Regions from separate parts of the Mus musculus genome. Here regions 2 and 3 are each linked to region 1. Evidence: chromatin contacts called from public HiChIP or PLAC-seq data. All regions are on one chromosome and are shown on one strand. The core of a region is the stretch at or near the end of the contact, and the rest is flanking DNA. Distances in the headings are between cores, read along the strand shown. Region 1 has its middle 13 kb from the start of Trim24. Region 2 has its middle 57 kb from the start of Gm38791. Region 3 overlaps Gm38791 (a long non-coding RNA gene).

The links. HiChIP or PLAC-seq counts read pairs in DNA pulled down with a chosen protein or histone mark.
Region 2: a contact with region 1 is called in an H3K27ac HiChIP or PLAC-seq map of embryonic stem cells, with 7 read pairs. The contact joins two enhancer-like sites. A contact is called at or near these places in 4 of 39 promoter capture datasets (the 3T3-L1 cell line, 3T3-L1-derived adipocytes and hippocampal neurons), 2 of 484 Hi-C or Micro-C datasets (cortical neurons and nephron progenitors) and 6 of 115 datasets of contacts at active chromatin or transcription factors (bone marrow-derived macrophages, embryonic stem cells and stem cell-derived neural progenitor cells).
Region 3: a contact with region 1 is called in an H3K27ac HiChIP or PLAC-seq map of embryonic stem cells, with 9 read pairs. The contact joins two enhancer-like sites. A contact is called at or near these places in 2 of 39 promoter capture datasets (3T3-L1-derived adipocytes and the C10 cell line), 8 of 484 Hi-C or Micro-C datasets (the C10 cell line, CD4 T cells, CD8 T cells and 5 more), 9 of 115 datasets of contacts at active chromatin or transcription factors (T-cell acute lymphoblastic leukemia, bone marrow-derived macrophages, embryonic stem cells and 3 more) and 3 of 9 other capture datasets (adipose tissue, liver and pancreatic islet).

The regions. Positions count from the first base shown.
Region 1 is chr6:37,855,569-37,859,736 of GRCm38.p6, forward strand. No RefSeq gene overlaps it. Among named protein-coding and RNA genes, the nearest start is that of Trim24, 13 kb to the right of the region's middle. Within about 2 kb of position 1,828, at least 13 of the 459 cell types and tissues checked have an H3K27ac peak or open chromatin away from gene starts, as enhancers often do. A contact at or near this core is called in embryonic stem cells, where this site is marked.
Region 2 is chr6:37,655,843-37,660,010 of GRCm38.p6, forward strand. No RefSeq gene overlaps it. Among named protein-coding and RNA genes, the nearest start is that of Gm38791, 57 kb to the right of the region's middle. Within about 2 kb of position 2,354, at least 27 of the 459 cell types and tissues checked have an H3K27ac peak or open chromatin away from gene starts, as enhancers often do. A contact at or near this core is called in embryonic stem cells, where this site is marked.
Region 3 is chr6:37,727,552-37,731,719 of GRCm38.p6, forward strand. All of the region lies in intron 3 of Gm38791 (a long non-coding RNA gene), which reads left to right. Among named protein-coding and RNA genes, the nearest start is that of Gm38791, 15 kb to the left of the region's middle. Within about 2 kb of position 1,795, at least 31 of the 459 cell types and tissues checked have an H3K27ac peak or open chromatin away from gene starts, as enhancers often do. A contact at or near this core is called in embryonic stem cells, where this site is marked.

The sequences.
Region 1 (4,168 bases), core at 578-3,077:
CATTTCTCACAGGCCTATAGAGGCTAACTGATATGTTTATAAAAAGATAAAAAGCAGAGGGATATGTTTTGATGGATGTGTGGTGAGGTATGGGGGGAGGGGTGCCTCCACCCATGCTGAGCCATCCCTTTTGCCTGAGGAACTAGCCACACAACAATATAGTATAGAATATTTTTTTCAGGGCATGGGGAGGGGAGTTAAGAGGGTAGTAGAGGCAGAGAAAGGCAGAGAAGGAGAGAGAGTAGAGCAGTAGAAGCTGGCCATGAGCACGTGGAGAGAGAGGGGAGATGAGAATGGGGAAGGGGGAAGGAGTAAAAGGACAGAGAGGGCAAGAGCAAGAGAGAGAGGAGGGACAAACAGCCCCTTTTATAGTGAGTCAGGTAACTGTGGGGCAGAGCATACCTGGCTATTGCCAGGTAACTTGGGGTTGAACTTAGACAAAATGCTAACACTAACAAGTCCAATTTGAAGGCTCTGTCCAATTATACCTCTGAAAGGTTCTCTTTCTGGTGTGTAGACCTCCCACAGGCCACATGTAGCCTTTCCTTGATGTTGTCAAGTTTGCTGAGAGGAGGAAAGCTCTATCTGTCTTCCTCTTTTGAAGGCATGGATCTAATGGAATTGAGCTTGACATACATATAGTAAGAAACACATAATTTGTTTTGTCTGTTAAGGGCCAACTAACTCCATTTTTCCTCCTTTTTTAGTGAAACATAGTGTTAGAATTTGCTTTAAGCCCGGCGTGGTGGCACATGCCTTTAATCCCAGCACTCCGGAGGCAGAGGCAGGCGGATTTCTGAGTTCGAGGCCAGCCTGGTCTACAAAGTGAGCTCCAGGACAGCCAGGGCTATACAGAGAAACCCTGTCTTGAAAAAAAAAAAAAAAAAAAAAAAAATTTGCTTTATTTCTATGTAGTTCCCTGTGGTGTTTCTTCTGTAATCATGTCCAAGCTTGTGGTTTTTTTTTTTTTTTTTTTTTTTTTTTTTGGTTTCCGAGTCAGGGTTTCTCTGTGTAGCCCTGGCTGTCCTGGAACTCACTTTGTAGACCATGCTGGCCTCGAACTCAGAAATCCGCCTCCCGAGTGCTGGGATTAAAGGCCAAGCCTGGTTTTTTGTTTGTTTTTGTTGGTTTTGTTCGTTTGGTGTGCTTTTTACTTGTTCTTCCTTTATAATCTTGTGATTTACATGTCCTAAGTTGTTTCTGTTGTTTTATTATATGTTACAAGAACTGGCTGACCATAACACCATAACATATATCTTTTCCCATAATCATAAAAATAGCTAACTAATTTACTAACTGCAAAAATTCTGCTTTTGCGCCGGGCGGTGGTGGCACATGCCTTTAATCCCAGCACTTGGGAGGCAGAGGCAGGCAGATTTCTGAGTTCAAGGCCAGCCTGGTCTACAGAGTGAGTTCCAGGACAGCCAGGGCTATACAGAGAAACCCTGCCTCGAAAATCAAAAAAAATAAAAATAAAAAAATGCTGCTTTTGCAATCAAAGGTCAGACAGAGCCTGACTATAAAAGGTTCCCTTGCTTTTTAGTCAGGGCTACTTCTCACTCCTACTTCCAGTGAGATTGCAAGTTTAGTCTAGCCATAAAAAAAATTTCACATTGAAACATTCCTGTGTTTGCTCCTGGTTTTTCTCATCACAATGTTGTCTTAGTTATTTTTATATTGCTGTAATAAAAGGCCATGATCCAAGTAACTTGGGGAAGAAAAAGAAGTCAGGGTAGGAACTCAAGGCAGGAGAGTGGAGGCAGTGAATGAAGCAGAGGCCAGAGGCCATGGAGGAAGGCTGCTTACCGGCCTGCTCAGCTTCCTTTCTTACACAACCCAGGCCCATCTGCCAAGGACCATTCCCTCTCACATCAATCATTAAACAATGAAATGCCCATACACTTGCCTACAAGATGAAGGTATTTTCTCAATTGAGGTTCTCCCTTCCCCGAAGACTCTAGTTCTAACAAATTGACATAAAATAATTAACCAGGACTTGTGTTTGTCCCAGTTCCTGACACCCTTGTAAGGTCCTGAATGACAGAGATAAAGGGAGAATATTTTATTCTAATATACCTTTGGCTTTGGTGGCTTTCAGAGACGCTGCATCAGAATCCTTGGAATTTCCTGAGTGATAGATGAGTACTGAGAGCCTTCTGTTATTCATATTGAGCTTCTTCCTCCATGCATAGGTGAGAGTCACCTAGGGCTCTTTCAAGGTAAACACCTAGTAGGGGAATTGGTACTTTCCCCGCCCCACCACCTCTGTTAAGGGACAGGGGCCAGAAATGGATTCAGCCTGGACAAAGATTTAATCACCTGTGTAATGAAGCCTCCATAAAAACCTATAACTGATAAGGTTTGGAGAGCTTCCGGGGTGGCAACAAAACAAAACAAGTATTGGGGGAACAGTGCCCCCTGTGCAACCACACCTCCCATGATCGCCTGACCTCCCTGAGATTTCATCTTTGTAATGCATCATAAATGAATGAAGCAGTGTGTTCTGGAGGTTTAGCTACCTGCTCTAGCATGGAAAAGGATGGTGGGTGAATAAAGAAAAAAGAAATAAAAAGGAAAGGAAATGTCATGGCTGCTCCTAGCTGTGGTGAAGAAGAAACTTTATTGTGAATAATATTGTGTTGTAAATATATTCTTAAGGTCTACGATGGTTAGATAGGACTGGACTACAAAACATCCAATCCTGCTGGCTATAGTGGCTCATGCCTTTAATCCTAGAGCTTGGGAGACAGAGATAGGCAGATCTCCATGAGTTCAAGGCCTGCCTGGATGACACAACAGCCAGAGCTACATAGTGAGACCCTGTCGTTCTAGGGAGTGCTATCAATCTCTTTACCTCCTCGTTCTTCTAGTTCCTGGATGCGTTTTTTCCCTTCCTTCCTTCCTTCTTTCCTCCCTCCCTCCCTTCTTTTCTTTCTTTCTTTCTTTCTTTCTTTCTTTCTTTCTTTCTTTCTTTCTTTCTTTCTTTCTTTCTGTTGTTTGTTCGTTTTTGGTTTAGTTGTTTAGTTGTTTGTTTTGAGACAGGGTTTTGAGGGACCCTAAGGGCTTTTCCAGTCCCAAACCCTCCTTACAGCTTCCCCCTCCTGCCTCCGGTCAAGGCTAGGCCAAGTTCTATTCTCCATTAACAGGAACAAACTTGAGTAAAAAATAATTAGAATGTACTGACTGATACCCTCTGGAAAGTCCCAGGTATAGTTCAAATGAGTGTCGTGCTTGCTAGCCAATAGATTTAAAGGTTGATATGCCTAGCCAATAAGTTTGAACTATAACCTTGCTGATGTAACCTGTGCCCCTAAAAAGTATAAAAACTGTTTGTAGTAGCCATTCAGGGTTGCCTTCTCGTCATTCTCCCAGAAGGACTGATTGAGGGTTGACCCCCCCCCCCCCAACTCAGGAAAATAAACCTCTTGCTTTTGCATTGATCTGCATCTTGGTGTCTCACTCAAGGGCATCTCGAAGTAAGTACCACTGACAGAGGGTTGGGGTCTGACAGTTTCTTTATGTAGCCCTGGCTGTCCTAGAACTCACTTTGAAGGCCAGGTTGGTCTTGAACTCACAGACATCTGCCTGCCTCTGCCTCCCTCTTTCTGGGATTAAATTCAGGTACCACAACCATCTGGCTGCTTGTTTGTTTGTTTGTTTGTTTGTTTGTTTTTTGTGAGACAGCTCAATAGTTAAAAGCACTAGCTGTTCTTCTAGAAAACTTTGAGTTCAATTCTTAGCACTCACAACTATCTATAATTCAAGTTCCAGGGAATTTGATACCTTCTTTTGGCCTCTGTAGGCAATAAATGTACATAGTGCACAGACATACCTGTAGGTAAAACACCTATATTCATAAAATAAAAATAGCTTTTCAAAATAAGAACAATAAAACAAAATTATAGCAGGAAAACCAGACACAAGGGCTTTTCAGACATACCAGAACACGGGAGAAGTGTAAGTCTCTTACTTGGATCACATGCAGGGATAAGGATCTAACATCAAGATGGCAGAGATTCCCACTGTATTAGTCAGGGCTCTCTGGAGTCACAAAATCTATACAATGAATCTCTCTATATGTATAAAAAGGGAATTTATTGGAATGACTTACAGGCTACAGTCCAACTAATCCAACAATGTCTAATTGTGAACAGAAAGTTCAGGAATC
Region 2 (4,168 bases), core at 1,104-3,603, 200 kb before region 1:
AGCCACTTTGCTGAAGTTGTTTATCAGCTGTAGGAGTTCTCTAGTAGATTTTTTGGGGGTCATTTATGCATACTATCATATCATCTGCAAATAGTGATATTTTGACTTCCTCTTTTCTAATTTGTATCCCTTTTATCTCCTTTTGTTACCTAATTGCTCTGGCTAGGACTTCAAGTACTATATTGAATAGATAGGGGGAGAGTGGGCAGCTTTGTCTTGTCCCTGATTTTAGTGGGATTGCTTCAAGTTTCTCTCCATTTAGTTTGATGTTGGCTATTGGCTTGCTGTATATTGCTTTCATTATATTTAGATATAGACCTTGAATTCCTAGTCTCTCCTATTCTCTTTATACTTTTAGCATGAATGGGGTATTGTATTTTGTCAAAGGCTTTTTCAGCATCTAATGAGATGATCATGTGGGTTTTTTTTTCCTTTGAGTTTGTTTATACAGTGAATTGTGTTGATGGATTTCCATATATTGAACCATCCCTGTATCCCTGGGATGAAGCCTACTTGACCATGGTGAACGATGGTTCTAATGTGTTCTTGGATTCTGTTTGCAAGAATTTTATTGAGTATACACGGTGGAAATTGGTCTGAAGTTCTTTCTCTTTCTTTGTTGAGTCTTTGTGTGGCTTAGGTATTAGTGTAACTGTGGCTTCATAGAATGTATTAGGTAGTGTTCCTTCTGTTTCTATTTTATGAAATACTTTGAGAAGTTTTGGTATTAGATCTTCTTTGAAGGTCTGATAGATTTCTGCACTACAATCATTTATTTGGTCCTGGGGATTTTTTGATTGGGAGACTTTTAATGACTGTTTTTAGTTCCTTAGGGGTTATGGGACTATGTACTCACTGATAAATTGATATTAGCCCAAAAGAAGCTCAGAATACCCACAATACAATCCAAAGACCATAAGAAACCCAAGAAGAAAAAAGATCATACCAAAGTGTAGATGCTACAGTCCTACTCAGTAGAGGGAAGAGAATAATCTCTGGGAAGTAGAGGAAGAGAGGAGGGGGAGGGAAAAGGGGGGGCAATTCAGATTTGGGAGGAGACAGGAGAAAAGTACAGAGGGCCAGGAATTTGAAAGTAGGTGTGTAGCAGTGTGGGAGGGGGAATTGGGGATAGCCACTAGAAAGTCCCAGATGCCAGGGACCCAAGAGGTTCCCAGGACCCAACAGGGGACTTTAGCAGAAATACCCAACAAAGGGGAAATAGAACTTGAAGAGACCATATCTAGTGGATAGGCACAGCACCCAATTGAGGGATTGGACTACCCACCTCAAAAATATTAATCCGGAATTCCTCCTGTCAAAAGGAAATGCAGGGACAAAGAGTGGAGCAGAAACTGAAGGAATGGTCATCCAGAGACTGCCCCACCTAGGGATCCATCCTATCTGCTGACACCAAATCCAGACACTATTGCTGATAGCAAGAAGTGCTTACTGACAGGAACCCAGTATAGCTGTCCCCTAAGAGGCTCCGCCAGAGCTGGGCCAATATAGATGCGGATATACACAGCCAAACATTGGCCTGAGCATGGAGACCCCAATGGGGAAGTTAGAGCAAGGACTGTAGGAGCTGAAGGGGTTTGCAACCCCAAAGGAAGAACAACAATATCAACCAACCAGACCCCTTAAATCTCCCAAGGACTAAACCACCAACCAAAGAGTACACAGGGGGTACCCATGGCTCCAGCTGGATATGTAGCAGAGAACTGCTTTATCTGGCATCACTTGGAGGGGAGCCCCTTTGTCCTGTGGAGACTTGATGGCCCAGAATAGGGAAACACTGGGCTGCTGAGGCAGGAGTGGTTGGGCGGGTGGGGGAGCACCCTCATAGAGGCAGAGGGAGGAAGGAAGGTATAGGGGGCTTGTGGAGGGAAAACTGGGAAGGGGGATACATTTGAGATGTAAATAAATAAAATAACCAATAAAAAGGGGGGGGGGAGAAATGACCAGTGCATAGAGACAGGAATGATGTATTTTAACTAATTCTGTAGTTAGCCACTAAGATGTGGAGCAAGGTGTAGGAAGAAAACAACTAATAAAGTGAGAAGATAGGCAGAAGCAGGAGTAACTCCCAACTCAGGCTGTGACTTCAGCATTTCACTTCTTTATTCTGTTACGTGTAAATAACGTAAGAAATTCAGTCAACTTCCAGTTTATATTTTAGACCAGTCTTGACCTGTGATTTGGAAACAAAGCTTTCAAGCCAGAACTCCAGTGATTGCAGAAGGCAGAGTATCAGCCACTGTAGGTGTTTGTGTAGTTTCAAATCTTGCACCAGTTTACTACATGGTAGAGAGAGCCAGAGCCTGCGTTCTTCCTGCCATTTATTCAGAATGAGTAATGACCATCTGTTGGGCCCTTGGGAGGACCCAGCTTCATCAGTCTGACTGCCTTGGTTTGCATGACAAAGAATTCCCCGGAAATTCAAAACCATTGAGAGCAGCTCTCCAGCTGGTAAAGTAATCTACAAACAACTGTCAGATCGTCCCTCTCCAAAACAATACTGCTTATGAAATACAAGCATCGTGAAGTTGGAAAACTGTCTCTTGAGCTGGGGATGTACTCAGGTGAGAGATGGTGTGTGGAGCATGCACAAAGGACAGGTCCCAGCCACAGTACTCCATAACCCACGTGCTGGTGTACACCTGTTAGCTCAGCACTTCAGAAGTGCCAGCAACGAGGTCAGAACTTCAAGGTCATCACCAGTGAAGTAAGGGGTTTAAAGGACACCAAGGGCTACACAGAAACTCTGTCTAAAAACTGAACAAAGAGAAAAGCACAAACTTCAATCAGACTTAAGATTTTTATCTTGAGACAGGGTCTTATGTGGCCAACTGTTTTAATGTTTTATTTAAAACTTTCCTAACAGGAATCCACTCTAGAGAGAAAGACAGAACACAACAAACATTGCAAACATCTGTCTAATTTGGGAATCTTAAGCCAGTTTACTGCCTGGCAGGGAGAATCTGAAAGAAATAGAGTTCTGTGCTCGCTTTTCCAGAATGTTCTAGTTTGAAATGCGAAGTGTAAAGAGTTAATAATATTCTGCCTTCATAACTCATTATCACCCCATATCCATGAAAGACTGGCTTTTCTTCTGTTTATTACAATGTTTTTTTCAGCTTTAGAACCAAACTCAATTTCCATTCATCTCTTTCCTTCCATCGTAGTGTGTTTGATAAATGTCCCTGAATGTGTTTTTATGAATGACTAGTCCCCTCCTTTCTTATGAGTTATTTTGCTATTATTGTCTTTGGAGACAGTAAACTCAAAATCTTCTGCACTTGGAAAAAATAAGCAATCCATATGGTATTGTGGAGAATTTGTGCAGGAAGAAAGAGGCATCAAGAATAACACATGAGGAGCAGAGAAAGAGAGAGGGGGTGGCGTAAAGGTACTTGCTGTCAAGCTCTGTGGTCAATACCAGGGAAACCACCACAGAAGGACCTTCACACACATGTTGTGGCATACATGTATGTGCACACATACATATACACAATTATTATTATTATTATTGTTCATTCATTCATTTATTCATTCAATTTTAAGACCCACTAGCATATGAAACTGGGTTTAGTAGTCTGCACTACTAAACCCTGTAATCCCTGCACTCAGGAGGCAGAGGCAGATGGATCTCTATGAGTTCGAGACCAGTCTGGTCTAAAATATGAATTCCAGGACAGCCAGGGCTGTTACATGGAGAAACCTCTCAGAAAAACATTTTTTTTTTAAAAAAGAGAGATTAACATATGAAAGAAACCAATGCTAACCAAAGAAAGACTGGAAACCCCTCCCACAAGGTAACTGTCACAAAGCAGAGCATCTGAGAGAAACACCACATGATCTCTTCCAAGAAAGTGTGCTTCCATAAGGTTCAGGAGTCTGGTGGTCCAAAGCTCTCTAGCCCCTCTCCATTCTCAGGAGGGCTTTTCCCTTTCTTAATAAACATCTCTATTTCCATGACTGTCTGTGGCACCCTGGTCCAACTCCTTGTTCTAAGATACAAGAATCTGGAACTCTCACTGTGTACCTTCTAGACGCCATCCGTGACTTGCTTATCACCATAGGAAAGTCTGTGCAAATGGTGTAACTTAGATCCCTGGAAATAAGTGGGCCATGGAAAGGCTCTGCTCAGTCTAGGAAAAGTTGCAGA
Region 3 (4,168 bases), core at 545-3,044, 130 kb before region 1:
ATGGTAGGCTAGTGCTCTTCTGCTGAGCTGTAGCCTCAGCCTCTCCTCACCAACCTGCTTCCTTGGTTTGCCTGGGTTTTCCTTTTGTTTGGTTTTATCTTGAGATAACTTTCACTCTTTAGCCCAGGCTGTACTTTAATTCATGGTGATCCTCCTGTCTCATCTTCCTAAGTGCTGGGATTACAAATATGTGTCCCACCTACCTCCCCAACTGTTTTGGATTGGTGGATTTTTGGGTTTCTTGAGACAGATTCTCGGACTTAGCATCCCAGGCTGGCCTGGGACCTGTAGATGCTCTCCCACTTGAGTTTAGTGCTCTGTTTACAAATGTGAGACCCAGCCCCACTCTCCCTGATGGCAGTACTCACAATGTTGATGCTGATGCTGAAACTCAGTCTGGGCTCACAGGAGGCCAGCAGCATAGAGACATCCAGGAGGCCAGCTGCAGAGGCATTTATTATTGTAATTATTATTATTAGTAGTAGTATTGTAATCATTATTATTCTCTCATTCAATGACCCCAACTGTAGTTTTCCCTCCTTCTACTCCTCCTGATCCCCGACCTCTTCTCTCTGACAGAGGCATCCTTTAAATACACTGTGGTTGTGGTAAATCCCAAGTGGTTTGTCTTGATGCTCCATTCTGAGAGGTGTCAAGGTGCAGTGGAATGAGCCCATGAGCAGGAACCATGAGAACTGAGTTCCAGAACCATGGAACTCATCACTCTCACGATGAGTGAAACACACCCTAGTCAGAAGGGAGTTACAACTCTGTTAAAGCTTGCTACTGTACACTTCTTTAGTAAACACACACTGAATTTCACTTACGATGCTCAAGTTCATTTAGCAAAGCTACCTGATGACAGAATCAGAGTAAAGGGGGAAAAGAAAAGAATTCTATGGAATGACCTGTCTTAGGGACTTTTTTAAAAATTATTCTGTTATTGAGATAAGGCTCCATGACCAAGGCAACTTAAAAGAAGAAAGAGTTTTCATGAGGCTTACAGTTTCAGAAGAGTTAGAATCCATAACCATCAAAGTAGAGAGCATGGTTGAGAGTAGGCAGGCTTGGCACTGGAGTGGAGCTGAGAGCTTATATCTTGAGGCACTATGGCAAAGCAGATCAAGAGACACTGAAAATAGTGTGAGCTTTGGAAACATTGTCACGGCCACTGACACACCTCCTCCAACAAGGCCACACCTCCTAATCCTTTCCAAACAGTTCCAGCTACTGGGCGTCTGCATTTAGTCTAGGCTCTGCCCCACAGTTACCTAGCATCAGTCAGGTGTGCCTGACTCACTATAAAAGAGGCTGCTTGCCCTATTCTCTCTTGTTTTCTTGCTTTGTCCTCTTGCTCCTTACTCTCTCTCTCTCTCTCTCTCCCCCTATTCCTCCCCCCCTCCCCCCTCTCTCCACATGCTCATGGCTAGCCTCTCTCTCTCTCTCTCTCTCTCTCTCTCTCTCTCTCTCTCTCTCTCTCTCTCTCTCTCCCTTTCTCTGTCTCTACTACCCCCTCTACTCACCTCCCCATATTCTAAATAAATTCTATTCTACACTATACCATTGTGCGGCTGATTCCCCAGGAGGAAGGAATGCTTCGGCATGGGCCCACAGAGGCACCCCCTTTCCCCCATACCACACTTGGCTTCCACTAAACATCCCTGTTTTCTCTTACCTTTTTATAAAACACAACACTGGGGACCAAGTATTTAAATTTAGGAGCCCATGAGGCCCATTCTCATTCAAACCACCACAGAACTTGTTCACTGTCTGAGTATGGGGACTAGGTAGTGACTGGGTAAGATCTCTAAGGAAACACTGCGGCCAAGGGTAATCTGTTGAGTGCTTCTATTTACTGAGTGCTCTACTAAAAGCACTTTGCATTTAAAATACTTCATTCAGCCTTCAAAATGCACAAGTGATAGACATTCTGTTGCTGATTACGCTGGGATTCATAGATTTTAAGTCATTTGCCTGCATACATGCTGCTAGTGAGCAGACAAGTGAGATTTGCCCTGCAACAACTTAGTCTTATCCACTAGGATGGCTTTGTTGGTCTTACTCTAAATAGATGAGTTAGAAGTCAAATTTTATAACTTACAGGGAACTTATTATTTGAGAGATAGAAGAACTATGAATGGTGCACATCTTTAATCCCAGCACCAAGGAGGCAGAGGCTGGCAGATTTCTGAGGGGGGCAGGTAAGAGTAGCAGGACTGGAGATATGGCTCAGCAGTTAAGAGCACAGTCTACTCTTCCAAAGGACCTGGGTTCAATTCCCAACACCCACATAGCAGCTCACAACTGTATATGACTCCAGTTCCTGGGTACCCAACACCCTTATGCAGACATACATATTCAGGCAAAACACCAATACACACAATTTTTTTTTTTTAATTAAAGTTAAAAAAAAAAAAAAAGACAAGCTGAGGGCTGGTGAGACGACGGCTCAGTCTTTACGGATGCTTGTAGGCAAGCCCAACAAGTTGACTTTTCTGGGATCCATATGATGGAAGGACAGAACAAACTTCTGCAAACTGTCCTCTGATCTCCACACGTGGCACACACATACATGCACACTCTTAACAAATCAAACAAGCAAATGTTTTTAAAGAAAATTTAAAGATAAGTAGAACCGGGCATGGTACCACATGCCCATAGTCTTAGTACTTAGGAGACCGAAGCAGAAGGGCTTTTGAGTTTAAAACCAATTGAGCTACATAGTGATATTTGATTCAAACAAATAAATACATGGCAAGGGCTGAGGATACAGCTGAACTGGTAGACTATCTGCTTAGCATGCAGATAGCCCTAGGTTCAAACCCAAGCACAGCATAGAACCAGGTGTGGTAGCACTTGTCTAAAGTCTTCATGTGCAGGATATGGAGGCTCAGGATCAAGCAGAGGAAGGTGGTGTGTGTGTGTGTGTGTGTGTGTGTGTGTGTGTGTGTGAGCGCGCGTGTGTGTGTGTGTGTGTGTGTGTGCATCAAGTTTCTAAGAAATCAGCTGGATCCTTACCTTACACAAGCCAGTTTCTTAAAGCTGGTGTACACTAATTGGAGATCCTGGCTGTGTCCCTCACCTACATGGTCCAGCAAATTCCCTTCCCCCTTCCCCTAGAAAGCCTACAAACAGAAAAGGCACCAAAAGCCCAGTCCTGCATTCCTGACATTCCTGACAACTGTCCCAACCTCATGAAGTCACCAGCCACCCAAGGCTCCCCAACACACACACACACACACACACACACACACACACACACACACACACACACACACACACATTCTGTGGCAAATGCATCCTTTTCTTTCACCTGCAGTCTATAAAAAACTTCCACGATATCGTCTGCCTGCGACTTTTTCCAGTATTTCCCCCTGAGACTGGTGAACTCACCCAAGAGCCCATTTCCCAAATAAACTTGCCTTTTCTACTTTTAATTAGGCTGAATTGGCTCCCCCCCTACCCCTCTATGGGGAAAGCCTGTCACACACCTTGAGAAAGCAAGCACAGGCCAAAGCAGACACATCCCTTTCACAGTTCTCCTGTGTTACAAAGGAAAGATTTTCCAAGTCTCAGAGTGGTACAATAACCTGTGGTGCAAAAACCTTCAGAGCATCTCACAGGGACGCAGTTTGTAAAGCCGCCTTAAATGGAGACATGTTAGCAGCCAATAAAGCCTACATATGGAGTCATGTCCCTGTTGGATTTATACTGCTGTCGTGGGGAAAACATGGTATTAAAGCAGGATATTTTGACCATATTGGTTTCCTCTGAAACGAGATATATTCTAGACTATGATGCTAGGAATAACAGTATTGTTGGTTTAATAGGCATGAGTTCTTGTAGTCCTTTGTAAGAAGCCAGCAAATGTCACTTTTTCCTTGGGTTCTGCAGACCTTTGTAATAAATTATTGAACCTATGAAAGGAGTTGTGTAAACAGCCTCAATTTACAACCAGCTGGTCTCTAGAAGCTCCGGGGTTTGGGCACTGGGGGGTGGGAGGCAGTCTTCTGAGACTGAACTTTTAGTTACCCATTGCCAGAGCACAGTGCAATTTTAGGGTACGCATCTCCCACCTAGAAAATTCAAGAGAGACCGGGCGTGGTGGTACACGCCTTTAATCCCAGCACTCGGGAGGTAGAGGCAGGCAGATTTCTGAGTTCGAGGC